Regions from separate parts of the Mus musculus genome. Here region 2 is linked to region 1. The links are chromatin contacts, called in public ChIA-PET maps. All regions are on one chromosome and are shown on one strand. The core of a region is the stretch at or near the end of the contact, and the rest is flanking DNA. Distances in the headings are between cores, read along the strand shown.

Region 1 (2,700 bases), core at 107-2,606:
CCAGACAACGTGGGTGAGCGGAAGGAGATAAGTGGCCTGATGTCAATGCAGGCTGACTGACCTGATGGACTGTAACCACTACTGTGCTGCATGCTGACAGTGAGAAAGACTGAATCTGTGGGGATACAGAGTAACAGACCCTGCAGTTTACTCGGTTCTATTAAATCTTAAACTGCTGCCAAAAAAAAAAAAAATTTTTTTAATTTAGAGGTAAGGGCTGGAGAGATGGCCCAGCTTTAAAAGCCTTAACTGCTCTTTCAGAGGCCTAGGTTCAATTCCCAGCACCTCTGTCAGACAGCCCACAATTTTCTATAACGCCTGCCAGTCTCACAGATCCAGCACTCCTCTGGCCTCCATCACCACCTGTACGTGTGTAGGGGACACACACACACAAATACAGATCTTTCTCAAAAAATTAAAAGCGCAGGAGAGATGGCTTGGAGCTAAAGAGCACTGGCTGCTCTTGAAAAAGGACTTTGTAAAAATTCTGTCCCAGCACCACTATGTGGCTCACAACCATCTATGACCCCAGCTATAGGGATCCAACACCCTTTTCTGGCCTCCATGGTTAATGCAGACACACATAGATTCAGGCAAAACACTTCTATGCACAAAATAAAAATAAATAAATCTTTAAAGACATACAGCTCAGCAAGCCAAAAAAAGACAAAAAACAAAACCAAAAAAAAGGAGAAAATAATAAAGACAGAAACGAATAACACAGAAAACAACCTAAAATATCCAGGTACGGCGACACATTTCTGTAATCCCAAAAATCCCAAAAATTGTAGGGCCAGAAGGATTAGGAATTCTAGGCCATCCGTGGCCAGATAGTAAGCTGGAATCCAATTTAGGATAGGGAAGGGACCAAAATTAAAGATGGACAAAAACCTATGCTTTGTTCCTTTAAAAATTCCAAGAACAAATGGAAAGTATGAGTAATTTCTTTACCTAAGAACTCTGGAGACAAGCATGGTCAATGTATTAGTTACCTTTCTGTTGGTGTGATAAAACACCATGATCAAAGCAATTGATAGAAGTTTATTTGGGCTTATGGCTCCACAGGGATATGAGTCACCACGGTGGGGAGACATGGCAGCAGGCGGCGGGCAAGGGGGCAGGAGCAGGAAGCTGACGGAGCACATCTCGACTACAAGCAAGAAACAGAAAGTGGACTAGAACAGAGCAACACTACACACTCTCAAAGGCGGTGCCAGTGACAAACTTCCTGCAGCAAGGGGGCACTTCTTAAACTTCCCTAGACAGCATCCCAGCTAGGGATGGGGACTATGTGATCCAATGCCTGAGCCTAGTCAGCAATATACAAAGCTATAGCAAAGCCACGTGCTGTTAGGACTGAAAACTGCCCGCGGAGCGGAGCCTGGCGGTGTGGAGATAACCTCAGCATAACCCCAGCGTGCTTAAGCAGAATGCGGTGAAGTAGAACCAACTTTCAAATGGAAAAGGTCCTGGGGAGGGTAGCAATAATGTTGATATTATACACCTTCAGAAGCTACATCTTACTCACTTTTACCTTTTCACAGCAACTTACACTTAGATGCTTACAATGTTTGCTTAATTAACTTTAGATGTTTGACAATAATGAGAATAAAAAAGTTGTAAGATTCCTAAATAAATGAATGAATGAACATAGCCTGGTAAAACTGTTATTTTAGATGTGAGTGTGGAAGCTTTGAAAGGAACTCGAGGACAGAGAAACTAGTGAGGGAGCTATTGCAGCAACACAGACTGTAGGATGTGGCAATGCGCTGTAGGCAAAGTTTTAGTTTGTATAAGTGCATATGCATAGTTCAAACGCATTTCAGCGTGAGATTTCTCAGCCCTTCTTTCCACCTCAGCTCCCCTCCCCCTCAGAGTGTCTTGAGACACAGGTAGTTATGGAACAAATAAGCACCCTGCGTTCCTCTTCTTTTCCACCAAACCATTCGCCACACCACAAAATTAAACAGCCGTCTCTAGGGAAACCCATTTGCCAAGAGAGTTTCTGGCAAAAATAAATTCTGGCTTTCCTCCAGCATGCTATGTGCGGACAACGGCGGCTGTTGGAAATTGATCGCTGGCTGACTGTGGTTCCTTAGCAGTGTCAAGATGAAGGATATCAGGTGCAGACGGCCTCATGCCCAAAGACTTCTGACAACGAACTTGCCCTGCCTAACTTCTCACACTCAGCACTAATGAGGATTATTTACTGAAGAGAGGGCATAACTCTGTCCTGTTCCTGTATGCTACTGGCAAGCAAACTAAAGCAGAAAGCCCAGGTCATTTACCCCCAATCACACAGATGCCTGGTGTCAGCTCAGTAACTGCTAAACCTGTCTACCAAGCAGTACTGCCTGCCAAATGGTGAAGCAGAGAGATCAGCTAGCACACCAAGTACACTTGTCCCATCCATGGCAAGACCACGATGAGGAGACGAGCCAATAGCATGGGGCACTGTGGCTCCGTGACAGAAAACAAGGGCTGGACCTATAATATCTCTCTACTGTCAAACTCAAGTCTGCCATCAGAAGACTCAAGGTACTGAAAGACCAGTAAAAGTGCTTCCATCTGAGACTTGCCTAGCCTGCAATGGATGGGTTAATTTATGTAGCCAAAAAGAAAATAATGTTCACGTCTTTAATAAACACTTTTCATCTTAGTTATCTCAAAGGCTTGAACCATAGACTCTTCCCTATTCCG
Region 2 (2,700 bases), core at 125-2,624, 240 kb before region 1:
GAGAAGGACCAGTTCGTTTGACCTCGCCTGTTAGTTCCAGGCAAACGAATTAAGGGCCAGCCTGGAGCTAAGGGACTTAGAAGGAGGCAGAGGACACTTTGGGCAAGGTGTCCAGCACAAAAGCTGGATGCCTCCCCTGAACCCTGTTCCCTTAGGAGCCAGATCCCTAGGCCGACCCTCTGCATCCCTTGTGCGGGCTTCCCTCCGTGCTGCGACTCCAGAACTCTGCCACAAGACCTCGAATCAAGGCTTACCTGGAGACACGGAGGGAGAAGGGGGCCTCCAAAAGTCCTCGAACTCGGAGCAGGGGTCACAAACGCTGCCTTCGCAGCTGTTGGGGGACGCGGAGGCCCTGTCGGGAGCCTCGGTAAGCTGAGAGTCGGGGGACAAACGCTCTCGGGGCTCCATTTTCGACTCGCCTGCACTCACAGCGCCGCCCTCTGCGGAAAAGATTCAGGAGAGAAATAAACCTAAACCTGGCCGAACTGAAGTGGTTCCACCGTGGCGCCCGTGTCCTCCTCTGTCCACTCTGACCCAACCGGGAGCCCTCCCTCCCGAATTCAAGAGCCGACTGCGAGCGCCAGGGGCATCTCTGGCAAGCTCAGCAAATCTGAGCACCGGGAAACAAAAACAAAAACAAAAAAGCACCCGAGGGGCGTTAGGATAGCCTCCCCCGATTCCTAGGAAACGAGGTGGCTTGGAGCAGAGTCGGTGTCCTCGGCAGCTGCCCTACCCGGCCTCTGCGCGCTTCGCACCTGCTCTGCCCGGCGCAGGCACGGTCTCCAGGCGCAGGGAGTAGTCCGGCCCCGGAGAACGCGGCTGGTGATAGCTGTGCGCCTTCTTGCTCTTGACCAGGAATGAGCGCGGCATGGTGGTCAGCCGCTGGACGAATGTTTGGACCCTCGGATACTCTGAGTTCTGAGAGAAGGGGGAAAATTGGGTGGAAACGAGGGTCAGCACCGATGGCGGTTGTGGTAGGTTCCCAGGCCAAGGAAGAGTGTGGGCCAGGGAGGAGAGAGGGAAGCCGCGGGAGGAGGGGCCTGGACCCAGGCGCCACGCTCACCAGGTGGCACTCGGACAGGTGGCACGAATCCCGGCCTCCGCCGCCACTGCAACAGCTCAGTGGTAAAACCTGTCCCCAGGCTCTGGCTCTGGTCCCTTTGCTCTGCCCTGCCCACGCCTCAGCCCCTCCCCTTCCCTACCAAAGCTAGATCATCACTCTCCTGAGAGCAGTAGTCCACAACTGGTCCGTTATCCCAAGTCAACCCTGCAAGCCCACCTGCTCCCTTCTGGGTTGTGGCTCACGCCAGGGATGCGTGGCTTAGTTTAGCCAGTCAGGGGGCATCAGTGTTTGGGACCCGGAAGGGGCTTGGAGCCAAAACCTCCAGGAGCCCCGCGACGAACAGAAGCGAAAGAGGGGCGTACTAGGGACTGGTTTGCCTAGGGACTATGTGCTGCAGTGGCTGGAGCAGAAGTCAGGAAGCCAGAGGCACAGGAAAGTGAGGTGGGAGTGGCAAAGGACCAACACTTGTCCCAGGAGAAACGCCCACTGGAATAGTGGTGTGGCACCGGCCAGGACGGCGACCACTGAGAAACATTCCAGACCTGTAGGCCTTGCTTCAGAAACTAAGTCCCAGAAAGAATTATTTTCTGATCTGCTCACCAAAAATCTTGTCCTAGGGAAGTTGAGTTTAAACTGCGTGCTTACTGGCAAACACGCGGTGCCCAAATTTAATGAGTGCCAACGACTTCGCGGGCCAGCAAGATGAAACCGGAGCGCGCACGAGTGAGCAGTGGCCAGAAGGCCTGGCCAGGAGGCCAGGGTCCCTGAGCATGACCGAGAGCTGGCGTCGCTCTCTTTAACCCCCAATCAGTTCACCTAATCTCGGGTCGAAACCTGAGCCCTGCAGGAGGCGGGGCTGAGACTGCGTCCCAGCTCCTGGCCCGCTCCGGGGGCGACCCTAGGGAGGCCTAGGGTGAAACGAATCCGCCTGCCTCCAAGGTCCAAGGCAATAGAGGCTGAACGGCGGCGGCGGGCTCAAAGACTGGGGCACAGGCCGGCGCACGCCCCGGGTCTTTGGGCTTCGTGCAGTTCAGACTGAGGAACCCGAGCCTCTTCGCCACCCCCCCCCAGGAGCGCGTACAGAACACACCCTGTTGTACCCACTTAAAAGGAGCCCAAGGACTCCTGCTTCAGATTCCCAGTCATAATGTATAGTCACACGCCTTGGTCGGGTTTGGCTCCCAGAACCCAGGCTCCGGCGCTTTAATTTTCCCGCACTCCCTGTCTGTACAGCCAGACGCTCCAACCAGAGGACAATTCTTAAAGCAAGCATGAAGAGCAAGAAAACAGGGCAAGAGTTCTGGAGGCCTCGATGAGGTTCGGTCCTGCGATAGCCAAGAACGGGACCCGTGGGAAGCAGGGCTGTCTGGTCCCGCGCTGGGTCTGCGCGTCAGCACCACGCGGGACAGGGTAGACACAGAGGTGGCGTCCTCGCCCAGGCCACAAACCTACGCTTCGGAGGGCTTTGCTGGGTTCCGGGTAGGAGGGGTAAGGGGATGGCAAGGAGGCCCAGCGCGTGGGAAGGCAACCTCGTGCTGCAGCTGGCGTCCAGGGGGCGGGGCGGCACGCTCCTGGCACAGCGGCCCGCCAGGCTTCCCCTGGTCATCTGAGGCTGGAAATTCGGGAGCTGAAGGCAA

The links. ChIA-PET counts read pairs in DNA pulled down with a chosen protein or histone mark.
Region 2: an RNA polymerase II ChIA-PET map of memory CD8 T cells shows a contact between it and region 1, with 164 read pairs. The contact joins the promoter of Gfi1 here to the enhancer-like site in region 1. A contact is called at or near these places in 2 of 484 Hi-C or Micro-C datasets (B cells and Th1 cells), 3 of 115 datasets of contacts at active chromatin or transcription factors (the SCID.adh cell line, memory CD8 T cells and pancreatic cancer cells) and 1 of 9 other capture datasets (liver).

Annotation. Positions count from the first base shown.
Region 1 is chr5:107,959,760-107,962,459 of GRCm38.p6, forward strand. All of the region lies in intron 1 of Dipk1a (divergent protein kinase domain 1A), which reads right to left. Among named protein-coding and RNA genes, the nearest start is that of Dipk1a, 26 kb to the right of the region's middle. Within about 2 kb of position 1,357, at least 156 of the 459 cell types and tissues checked have an H3K27ac peak or open chromatin away from gene starts, as enhancers often do. A contact at or near this core is called in B cells, the SCID.adh cell line, Th1 cells and 3 more, where this site is marked.
Region 2 is chr5:107,722,969-107,725,668 of GRCm38.p6, forward strand. It overlaps Gfi1 (growth factor independent 1 transcription repressor), which reads right to left and starts at 1,375. Exons shown (of 6, transcript NM_010278.2): 1 at 756-1,375; 2 at 255-440. The coding sequence starts at 870. RefSeq lists a promoter at 1,006-1,394.